Linked DNA regions of Sus scrofa: regions 1, 2 and 3 are each linked to region 4. Evidence: chromatin contacts called from public HiChIP or PLAC-seq data. All regions are on one chromosome and are shown on one strand. The core of a region is the stretch at or near the end of the contact, and the rest is flanking DNA. Distances in the headings are between cores, read along the strand shown. Region 1 holds the start of CNIH1 (cornichon homolog (Drosophila)). Region 2 overlaps SAMD4A (protein Smaug homolog 1). Region 3 overlaps SAMD4A (protein Smaug homolog 1). Region 4 holds the start of SAMD4A (protein Smaug homolog 1).

Region 1 (2,700 bases), core at 66-2,565, 86 kb before region 4:
ATTTAAATCACTCTGCCTATGTTCCATTAACAAATCCTTGTTATGGGCATGATGAAACCTGACTTAAAATGTTCATGAGCGTGAACATGCTCAATCATTCAAATTAAGACCAATATTCCAGAAAGTAGTAGAATATGGAGGGCAGAACAAATGTAAGATACATTTTTTTTTTCCCACTGTACAGCAAGGGGGTCAGGTTATCCTTACATGTATACATTACAATTATATTTTTCCCCCGTAAGATACATTTTTTAATGAATGATTTCCAAAAGGTTACTTCTAACTTTGCGTTAGAGAAACAGGATCCCTTAAACATTTATTGTAGAACTATTTCACAGGGAATTTACTTGTTCCCAGTAAGGTTGCATTTCTGTCCTGCAACATAACGTGAGTTTAAAAAATAAATAAAACAAAAGTCCTAGAGAAGCTTACGGTTTCTGAACGTTTTCAAAATCAAATTAAAACTACCTCTACTAAATCAAGTTACTCCGAATACAGAAGTGGCTAGGAAAAAGGTCTTTCGAGAAACTGTCAAAGTATGATTTAGGGGGAAAGTTCGGTGATGCAGAGAACAAAGTGATCAATTCAACCTCCATCCAAGTTCACCAGGAAACAAGAATCTGGGGGCGGAGAGAGGGGATGTTTTGCTGGAAGAGCACCCAAGTGCTGACAAGGAGAGTTCGAAATTTATCTAAAGTGGGTTGTAAGTATCTCACTTGGGCCATACTCCCGTGAATTCCCGAAAACAAAGGCAACCGGCATTAAATAACAATAATTCGGCAAGCTTCATCCCCTCTAAATACGTAGCACGCCTCTCCGCGCTCTTGACATTCTCCCGAGAGATGTGGGAAAGCAGGGATGCCGAGCCGGCCAGCAAAGCACTGTCCCGCAGGGCCCGTAGGGACCGCGGCTGCCCCACCCGGCGGGGAAGGAGTAACGGCGCGCGAGGCCTGCGCTGGGACACAGAGGGCGCAGGCAGCCAGCCAAACAACAGAGGCCTCGGCTCCTCCTGGACCTGGAGCCCCCGGCCCGCGGACGGAGGGCGCGCAGACCCCTGCGCGCGCGGCCTGTACCGCCCCGGCCTGGCCCCATCCCCAGCCGTGCGGACCTCCGGGGGCCGTGGCCGCCCCGACCACGGGCCCGGAGCGAGAAGAGCCTGCGCCGCCACCCCGCCCCCTTCCCCCGGCACTGGCTACTCACGTGCCAAATGGCGAAGAAGATGAGCGCTGCAGTAAGCAGCAGCGCCAGCATGTAACAGAAGGCCGCGAACGTGAACGCCATGGCCGGGGAGGAGCAGGGAGCAGCGCCGGCGCCAGCGGAGAAAAGCGGCGCAGGGCCCTCTGGGTAAAACCATTCACTTCCCGCGGCCACAGCCCTCACCGCCGCCGCCGCTGCCGCCGCCACCGCCGCGGCGCCCGCCCTCCTAGTGCGCTTGCGCACCAGCTTCGGAGGAAGGCGCCCTCCGATGGCCGGAGTCGGCCTTGCACAGTGTTAGACAGGGTCCACCTAACCCTAACCCTAACCCCAACCCTAAAAGATTAAAATATAGCGAGTTGATTTCTTTGGACTACTTCGCTCGTTTATTCTTTGAACAAGTATTTCTTCACAAGAGTGCCTAATATTTCCCAGGTACTGTCCTTCTCTGAGATACAAAGATGAGTAAAATAATACTTGCACTGAAAGAAGTTAGCATAGTGCCAGAAATTAATACATAAATAATAAGTCATTACAGAATTATAACCCTGTTAACGGAAGTCGGCAGCATGTTATGAAAGGTTTGAAAAGGCTACCCAGCCCACCCTGGAATGTTCAGGGAAAGATCCATGAAGTAGAAATTTCCCAAGCTGAGCAGAAGTTGTCCAGGCAAAGATAGGTAGGATCAGCTGTCCAAGAAGAAGGTTTAATATGAGCATATGCACAGAGATGAAGAAGAAAAAAGTTCAGGTCTTAGGTGAAACCGCCAAGGCAGTGTGGAGTGTTAGACTCCAGGAGTCATCAAAGGTTTAGATCATAGAGGGCTTTGCTTAAATGCCTGGTTAAGGAGCTCAGACTTCATATCCCATAAGCCCATGTTTTTCAATCTGTTTTACTCACCATTCGCAATTAGACTTTTTCATTGCAACACAGCAGAACATGACCTACACATTGAATTATAGAGAGATGGGCATCTGGATATCAAGACAAAGAAATAGATATTTAACAATCAAAAATTTCACAAGACAGGAGTTCCCATTGTGGCTCAGTGTGTTAAGAACCTGACTAGTATCCATGAGGATGCAGGCTGGATCCCTGGCAGGATCCATCGTTACCGTGAGCTGATGTCGCTTGGATCCTGCATTGCCGTGACTGTGGTGTGGGCCGACAGCTGCAGCTCCAATTCGACCCCTAACCTGGGAACTTCCATATGCCTAGGGGGCGACACTAAAAAGATGAAAAAAAAAATTTTTTTTTTCACAAAACAATGCTAAGGATCCATGAGTACTTGCCCCCCATCCTTTTTTGCTGTGTTGTTTTTAATGTTCTTTGTGACCCACAAAATTGACTCACCACCTGCTAAATGATTGTAGCTGATGGAAGCGGAAATCAGTGAAGGTTTTTAAGCAAGATCTTTAATGGCTTTGCATTAAAGATCTCTCACACCAGCAAATTGTGTAGAAAATGGTTTAGAAGCAGAGTCTTTCCAGGACTGTCCAACAGAAC
Region 2 (2,756 bases), core at 24-2,523, 88 kb after region 4:
TAGGGCCATACCTGTGGCACCTGGAAGTTCCCAGGTTAGGGGTTGAATCAGAACTGCAGAAGCCAGCCTACACCACAGCCACAGCAGTGCCAGACCTGGGCCCCATCTGCAACCTATACCACAGCTCATGGCAACGCCAGATCCTTAACCCCTCGAGCGGGGCAAGGGATGAAACCCTCATCTTTATGGATACTAGTCGAGTTTGTAACCCACTGAGCCATAACAGGAACTCCCTAAAGCATAATATAAGCATCTTTATCGGATTGTTGAAGACATCCCAAATTTGGAGGAGCCAATGATTATGTCCTCTTAAACAGTCTTAGGCTTTGGCTGCTAGATCGACATCCAAGGAAATGCCAAGGCACTTTTGTGCACTCACTGTAGCAACTGTCTTCACCATCCAGAACCTCATTCCTTACGGCTAATCCATCTTGTTCCTCTTTGCCTCCCTCTTCCACATGAGGGTTTAGAAGATAAATTACACTCAGCAGTTACCGCTTCTCCATGAGGTCACACCACAAATTGGAGAAAGCAAACCAGAAATTCGCACTTCTCCCCTTTCTCTTAATTCCCCGGCTGTGCTAAACCTGCTAGGATCTATGACCAGCTGAGATGATGGTCTGGAATCCTCCCGGTTTCAGTAGGCCCAAGAGAATGTGGCAGTCGTGCCTGCATTGCATGGCTCCCGGCCATAGCGTGAAAATGGTAAAAGAAGGAAATGGTTAGATTGCTAACCTTTCCCTTTCTTTGCTTTAGAGATGAATCCCAGTGATCTACGAGTGAAAGAATGTAGCTCACCAGTGTCATTTGGGATCTTCTAAAGTTGTAGGAAACTCTGCATTCTTCAGACCAACTTGCAGCCTGCCAGCACATTCCTCTGCGATGAGGTGCAGGAATACTGGTGGCCGGGCTGGGATTGTAGGGCTGGGGTGGGGAGCTGCTGTTTAAAAATACATTTAATTATATTCCTTCTCTGCAGTAATATTGATACCATTTTTAGCCCATTGCAAATACTGTGATTTTCATTTAAATCATGTCCATTATCTTATTGACCTAGTTTTTATTTGGTGATCACAATGTTCTATTTCTGGATAGCTTAGCCCAGAATCTTTTTTTTTTTTTTTTTTTTTAATGGATACAGGCTTTTTGTGGAGTTTTTTTTTCTTTTTTTCTTCCATGTCTGCGTACGATGGGCTGCCTCTGTGTTCACGGAATTGTAGAAAACGGCACTGTCTTGTTCTCTTTAAGGGTGCGGCTTGTGTCTGTTTAATTTGGCAACGTGCCATGGGACCTCACATCTGGTGACTTTTTTTGGCCAAGGGATGGTGGGAGAGTTAAGAAATGCTGTTCTCTTCAAAATGAGAGGCAGAGGTCTTTTTTTTTTTTTTTCCCTTCTTTCCTCCTTTCTTTGCTCTCTCTCTGCTCTTCCGTCCTTCCCTCTTTCCAGTGTTCTCTTCTTTCCTCTCTGCTTCTCCCCATGTGCTGCTGTCCCCCCTCTTACAGAGCTGTACTCACTCGTGCCTCCCTCACATGCCCTTTGACACTCACAGGACCCCCCCTTATTTTAGGCCTTGCCCTTTCTGTTTCTTTCCCTCCTGTTTTCTTCCTGCTCTCGGCAAGCAGGGCCCCTTCTTCATTTCTCTGCTCTGGCTGGAAACTCCCCGGGGGGACCCTCTCTGGAGGGGTTCCTGGGGCTCCATTTTGGGGGCTCATCTTTCATAAGTGTCTGTTCAGGGCCTTGAGACCCCCTTTACCTTCCAGGGTTTTTTCCTGTGTCGTCTTTCACACTCCTTCATGACCCATGAAGAAACTTCGGTCTTTTTTTCAGGCAATGAACAGAATCGGGGAGTTTTAGGACTTAGACTGACCTGCCACCCTCTTTTGCAGCCGAGGAGGTAGAAGACCTGAGGGGGGATTCCCCCTAAGATCCTAAGGCAGTTTAGTGGCAGAACCAAGTCAACCACCCCATTTCCCGACTCCTGTGTTGGGGGGCGGTCTCTGCCCATCACCCTCTTTCTTAGCCAGGAAGTCATCTAGATGTTTGGTCTGGTTCCTGTTACACTTATTTCTCTCCATCACCATTAACCTTCCTAAATATTATTTGGTTGAAATGCTCTTTTAGGGTAACTGAGTCTTAAATGTGTCATGTTCTTGTCAAAAGGAGCCCCAGAAGATGAAGTGCAGAGACAGGAGCCTCTTGCTGAGTTGTTGGGGACTTATCTCAGGAATGCTCTTTTGCTCCAGGTCATTTCTGTGGACGTATTCATTCCTAAGAACCGGTAGATGATGGTGACATATAATATCCAGGCTTGAACTCCTTCCTGCCTAGCTGGAATCTCTCGGCTAATCAGGAAACCACATTTGAAGCTGTGTCCTGAACTCTGCCCGGCACGTCAGCTTGGCCAGGAAGGACAGGGAATTCCTACCAGTAGCCGCCCCTGGGGACCAAAGGAGTAACTGGCGGTCAGATGGGAGCTTAGCAAGGAAGACATCGGCAGCGCAGGGGACATTCCAGCCACTTGCATGGTCGCTTTTCTAAATTTTCTCTGTGGTTGAGGTCAAGCAAAACCCAGGATTTCAGCCCCCAGGCCAGTGACCCTCTGCTTGCTTTGGTATTTTATGATCTAACATTTTTCTTTTTTTAAACCCAGGAGGCTCAATATAGGGTTGTTAGCTTTTATCCTGGGAGTTTAGGATATTAAAAACAGTCATAGTAAAATCGTCATATAGTATTACACTCTATTCATAAAAGACAT
Region 3 (2,704 bases), core at 94-2,593, 120 kb after region 4:
GCTTTCACTTGGCATGTTTTCAGGATTCATCCATGTTGTAGCATGTGTCGGAATTTAACTCCTTTTAAAAGCTAAATGATATTCCTCTGGATGGATGTGCTCCATCTCTGTTGATGGATCTGGGGGTTGCTTTTGGTTATTGTGAATAATGCTGCTATGAACGTGCGTGTACAGGTACCTGTAGAGTTAGTCTTAGTAGTTTCAGAAAAAAATGACCTTTGTTGAATGGGAAGACGTTGCAGAGAGGCGGATTATGGCTTCAGGAATTTCAGCTCTCTTTGATGGCGGAAGTGGGCTCCCCGTGGCTAGAGGGTAGCTCAGCCCAGAAGACCATCAGGGAGGAATCAAATGGTGGGAGCCCCCCACCTAGTAAAGGAGGGGGGGCAGACAGTCTCTGAAGGCACTTCTGTCTCCAGAATTCTGTGATTCTCAGGCAGATGGAGTGTGCATCCGAAGGGAACCATCTGGAGAAAAAGAAAGTGGTGTCTGACCAATTCTCCCCAGGTGAAAAAGGGGAAGTGAAGTGGTAAATGACCTACCAGTGAGGACAGGTGACTTGCTCAATTATCTGGGGATCAGAGGCTGATGAGGCCGGGAAGCTTTTCCAGCTAAATGTCACTCACTTACTTGAGATTAGAGGCTGATGAGGCTGGGAAGCTCCAACAAAGGCTCTGTTTAGTCTTGGGGAGAGCTCCCTGGCGGTCCCAAGGAAGCTTTCTTGCACACTAGCATCTTGGGATGGGGGTGGGGGATGAGAGCCAGGATTCTCAGCCCAGTCCCCTTATGTCTGCCTGGTCAGGAGGGCAGCCCCTGAGAGACCGGAGCCCCGGGTCCCTGTAGGCTACGCTAGTCCAGGTCAGGGCTGAGGGAACAGGGGAGGGGGCGGGGAGGGGGGAATGCTGGCATGGGGACCGTCCATCAGTGAATGTCAGCTGAGGTACCGCTGCCTTGGGATCCAACACAATTAGCTTCATTCCGTTACAGTTGGGGGTTTTCTTATCATTAATTGGGGAGGCCTAGCCAGAGAATTCCAGTATTCCAGGGTGAGTTTAATTGTGGGTGATTTCATCCTGCCCTTTTTATGTTGAAGCCAGGAGCTTGCGTCATATAACAGTGAATTCAGGGAGATTTTTATTTGCATGTGAATCATAGCTTTTCCAGCTGAATGTCACTTACTTGGAATTTTCATCTGATTTTGTTTTTGTTTTTGTCTCTTGGTGTTTTTCCATCAGGCTCTTTGGCTGACCAGAAAAAAAAATAGAGGAAGGGCTCCATCTGACTAGAGCAGGGTTTGAGTTGGCAACTCAAAAAGGAGAGTATTATGAATGTGAAAAAAAGAAAACGGATGCTTTATTTTGCTTTGAGGGAGGGACGGAGGCCAAGTCAAATTGAGAGCTCTAATTTGGGAATGGTGTTATTACAGGTCATTGGGAGTTGGTTACGCTCTAAATTGGGAGGCCGGTCACATGAGGAGGCAGCAAAGGCAGATCACATGGGGGACAGTTGAGGCTCTTTTACAATGAAGTTTTATTTTATTTACTACATGGTTGAAATGCACTTCTGTCATGTTGAGAAACCAAGTCACCTTATTGGCTGGTGAGCGCTCCCTTGGCCCATCCTCTGTTTTACAAATGAGCTAGTTCTTCCAATATGAGTGCTTTCCGGGGCTTTATTTAGGTGCTGGAAACTGTTCAGTGGTTAGCAGAACGAGCCATGTGCTGAAGGTTACGTATCTGTTCTTCACCTTCACATGCAGATCTTATTCTGAGGGGCTTGCTTCCGTTTCTTCTTCCAAAGGCTCTCCCCGTTTTAGATCTCAAGGTCAAGACATTCTGATAACTTTTAAAATACATATGCATGGGTACACACACACACACACGCACACACCCCCATGCACGTGTCTATGTATGTATGATCTCTATTTATTAGATTATCTTTCCTTTTCTTAGTACTGGCAAGATAAAAACCAAAATGTTGGGTCCTGCCAACGATGAGCTGTTAGGAACAGAGTATGTGTCCTACTCCCAAACTACAGATTCCTGACATTGTCATTGTCTTAGGGATAACCAGGAAGAGTCGTGTGTGGTAAGCTGCTGATTTTTCTTAGAGAAACAGGTTCGGCTTTCTTGACACATAAAGCCCTAATTCATTAACTGTGCTTAAAATAAAGGCAAAAATGCAGCCCAGGAAGCATTAGCAAGAATTCCGCGTCCAGGGCAAAACAAGTTGTGCTCATGGTCCTAAATGGGGCACGTTACGAAGGCTGTGACACAGTCTGCTGGTGCTTCTGAGGCATGCGGACCGGCGATGCTTGTGATCAAGGTTAGGAATAGAAGGTGTGTGGAAACTTTCTATAAAAGGCAGCCTGGTCCCCTGGCCTGGTGTGGACGAGTGGTCAGGAAGCTCTGGCACTGTTCATGGCCATACCAGGGTATTGCTGCCTGACCCTGGGTGAGTTTCTCTGTGCCTCAATTTGTCTGAAGTCCCATATTGGCCTGAAGGTGGGGGAGGGCTTCCGGGGATGTGGGGAATGTGAGATGCTATCAGATGTTATCCCTCTATCTAGAGGGAGCGTCACGTCACACATGGGAGCTCAAATCAGGGCCACGTGTCCCCAAAGAGGGCAGGGCTGCTAGTCTCCTCAGGCATCGTCCACTGTGGGTGATGCCTCTGACATCACAATACCCAGCTGGACACTCAATAA
Region 4 (2,700 bases), core at 89-2,588:
CCCCCGACAGATGGTTAGGCACTGTTACATGTCTGACAGGAACTAAACGGTGCAAAAACTAGGTTTGAGGAAGGAAGGAAGGATTGAAAATCTAGGGACATATGCTGGAGTTAAAGAAGGAAGTGTTAATCAGTAGAATATCTCAGATACTTTATCTTAAAAAAAAATCCGTATTAGCAAAAAGGAATGGATATATATGTATATAAATACATATAAATGTATATGTGTGATTTACTTTGCTCTATGCCTGAAATTAACAACTTTTAAGTCAAGTATACTCCAATAATTAAAAAAAAAATACTATATTAACAAGAGCAGGGAGGGCCAGGTTTGAGGCATGCGTTTCACTAATTTCTCAGTACTCATAAACAAAACCTCAAGGTGCTGGAGAAATGCTCGAAAATACGGATAGCAAGGATTTGGTTATCAAGTCTACCTGTGAATAATCAATTAAAGTTAGAAGACAAAGCGATTTTCAGGTGTTAGTGTATTTTTGACCCATCCTCTATTACCGGAGGGCGCTTTCCCAGCTCTCTCTGTGCCGTCTGGCTTCGGCTCCGCAGCCCCATCCCCATCCCCCTCCTTTTCTGCGCGGCCAGGACCTAAGAAGCCCCTGCCGGGCCTCGGCCTCGCGCACTCAGCAGGTCCAGGTAAAGGCTGCCCAGCCCGGTGACTCAGACGCGCTGACAGGTGGCCTCGTCTGCCTCCTTGCCGCCCGGGGAGGCGCTCGTCTCCGCTCAAGGTCCGCAGCTGCAGCCCGCGCGCCAGACGTAGCTCGCCGGCTGGCCCCAGAAGTCTGGCGGCTTCCCCAGGGGAGAGCGGCGCAGGAGCAAAGGGCATCCAAGGCCCGACCCAGGAGAGGGGTGAGCTTCCCGGCACTTTTCGCGCTCCTGGGACACGGGCCGCACGGAGCCCGGTGCCTAGGCACGTCCAGCGTTGCATACCGCCCCTCCGCCTCCTCCGCTCTTCGGGTCCGCGAACCCCGGAACCCTTCCACGCCCCTAGCGCTGGTGACCCCAGGACCCTGCCACTCCCGGGCCCCAGTAAGGGCAAGGGGTCACCCGAGTCGGCGAACCACATTCCCAAGGACGAGCAGCCTGTGGCAGCACCGACTCCGCTGCAGCGCCCTCCAAGTCCCCTTCCGCCTGCTCTCCAGCTGCTCCAGCGCCCCAACCCCTCCAGAACTCGCGGGCGGTCGAGGGGAGGAATTCACTTGGACCCCTCCCCTTCTCCAAACTTCTTCCCTCCCCCCGCTGTTCCTCCAACCCTACCCCACTGCGCCATCCGGCTCCTCCCTCTTCGATCCCCTCCCCTTTTCTGGTCCCCGCTAAGGAATCCGCCCCCCACCCTCGCCGCCGGCCGGGTCCGGGGATCCTCCCCCGACTCCCCCAGTGTGCAGCCGCCGCCGCCCGGGTTCCTCTCCCCCCGCTCGGGCGCTCCCTGCCAAGCCCATGATGTAATGGTGTATGTTAATCAGTAGCATGTGGGGAGCTCCGGCTCCGGCGGCTCAGTCCTCCGCCAGCCGACACTGGAGACAGCAGGAGCGGCGGCTGGGACCCGCAGCGCTGCGCTCTCTCAGCGCCGCCCGCTCCGACGGCATGGCCCGCAGCCCGCGCTTCGGGCGTCCCCAACCTCGCTGAGAGTTGCCGCGGTCCCGGACCCGCGCTTGGGGCCCCGAGCCGCCGAGATGAACCGCTCCGAGGTGAGCGCCCTCTCTCATTTGCCCCAGGGAGGGGACCCGCGGGGCCCTAGGTCCTTTTCCCGGGGGACGTGCCCCCTCCGCTCGGGAAGTTCTGGGAGCGGGGAAACCGGATGCTGGGAGTGAGCCGCCCCTCAAGGGTTGGCTGAGTTGCTAGTCCCTCTTCGCCGCCGCCGCCGCCGCCACCCCCGGCGGCCACCCGGACTGGTTTAGGACTGGGGGAGCCCTCGAAACCGAACTTTTCTTCTTGTCAGTCGTTTGGGGGCGTGTGCCAGCGTCGTGGAGCCGCAGTCCCTGCCGAGCCACCCTGCCCACCAGGGGAGGCAGTGCTGTGGGCTCCGGCAGACCCGCGCTCGGCATGCGCTCGTGTCTGTGCCGCCTTCGGCCTGGGACGCGCGGGCGAGGCATTGGGCCGGACAGACCCGCCCGTAGGCGGCGGCAGCGGGGGCAGGATGCCTACAGCACACACACACGTACATACTCACATACACACAGACGCACACGCACGCACTCATTTGATCGTTCAGGGCGAAGTAGGCCCTCGGAGACATCCCGGGTGGGCTGGAGCGGCACGGCGCGGGGGAGCCGGGGCTCCGGCTGAGCCTCCGCCCGCTGGGCTCGGAGCTTTGGGTGGGGAGAGTTTATTTTTGTCTTGAGCTGCTGCCGCGGCCGCTCACGGCCTAAATCCAGAGGGGCGCCTGGCGGTGGAGATGCTGGCTGTTGCTGTAGATGGAGCTGCAGCCGTTCGGCTGCTTCTCCGGGAGGAGGAGGAGGTGGTGGCGAAGGGGAGGGGGGGAGGGGGAATAAGAGGAGGAGGAGGAGGAGGAGGAGGAAGGAACTCTGGCTGCTGCTGCTTCAGCCTCTGCTTTGCATTAGCTCCCACCCCCACCCCCGCGCCCCTTCGCAGCCGCATTGCAAGTTTTCTGCTCGAGGAAGATCTGTTGCTGGTGCGGGCTTTCGCAAGCACAGCCCCCAAGGCCACTCCGGGTGGGGTGTGTGGG

The links. HiChIP or PLAC-seq counts read pairs in DNA pulled down with a chosen protein or histone mark.
Region 1: an H3K27ac HiChIP or PLAC-seq map of skeletal muscle shows a contact between it and region 4. The contact joins the promoter of CNIH1 here to the promoter of SAMD4A in region 4. A contact is called at or near these places in 1 of 47 Hi-C or Micro-C datasets (embryonic fibroblasts) and 1 of 2 datasets of contacts at active chromatin or transcription factors (skeletal muscle).
Region 2: a contact with region 4 is called in an H3K27ac HiChIP or PLAC-seq map of skeletal muscle. The contact joins the enhancer-like site here to the promoter of SAMD4A in region 4. A contact is called at or near these places in 14 of 47 Hi-C or Micro-C datasets (alveolar macrophages, brain, embryonic fibroblasts and 8 more) and 2 of 2 datasets of contacts at active chromatin or transcription factors (alveolar macrophages and skeletal muscle).
Region 3: an H3K27ac HiChIP or PLAC-seq map of skeletal muscle shows a contact between it and region 4. The contact joins the enhancer-like site here to the promoter of SAMD4A in region 4. A contact is called at or near these places in 2 of 5 promoter capture datasets (liver and skeletal muscle), 13 of 47 Hi-C or Micro-C datasets (alveolar macrophages, brain, embryonic fibroblasts and 6 more) and 2 of 2 datasets of contacts at active chromatin or transcription factors (alveolar macrophages and skeletal muscle).

Annotation. Positions count from the first base shown.
Region 1 is chr1:183,827,791-183,830,490 of Sscrofa11.1, forward strand. CNIH1 (cornichon homolog (Drosophila)) reads right to left here and starts at 1,316. Exons shown (of 5, transcript NM_001243525.1): 1 at 1,201-1,316. The coding sequence starts at 1,281.
Region 2 is chr1:184,002,393-184,005,148 of Sscrofa11.1, forward strand. The region is part of intron 2 of SAMD4A (protein Smaug homolog 1); the gene reads left to right. Among named protein-coding and RNA genes, the nearest start is that of SAMD4A, 88 kb to the left of the region's middle. Within about 2 kb of position 1,274, at least 40 of the 83 cell types and tissues checked have an H3K27ac peak or open chromatin away from gene starts, as enhancers often do. A contact at or near this core is called in embryonic fibroblasts, fetal skeletal muscle, liver and 4 more, where this site is marked.
Region 3 is chr1:184,031,213-184,033,916 of Sscrofa11.1, forward strand. The region is part of intron 2 of SAMD4A (protein Smaug homolog 1); the gene reads left to right. Among named protein-coding and RNA genes, the nearest start is that of SAMD4A, 120 kb to the left of the region's middle. Within about 2 kb of position 1,344, at least 29 of the 83 cell types and tissues checked have an H3K27ac peak or open chromatin away from gene starts, as enhancers often do. A contact at or near this core is called in mesenteric adipose tissue, omental adipose tissue and skeletal muscle, where this site is marked.
Region 4 is chr1:183,913,999-183,916,698 of Sscrofa11.1, forward strand. SAMD4A (protein Smaug homolog 1) reads left to right here and starts at 1,339. Exons shown (of 13, transcript XM_021102232.1): 1 at 1,339-1,702.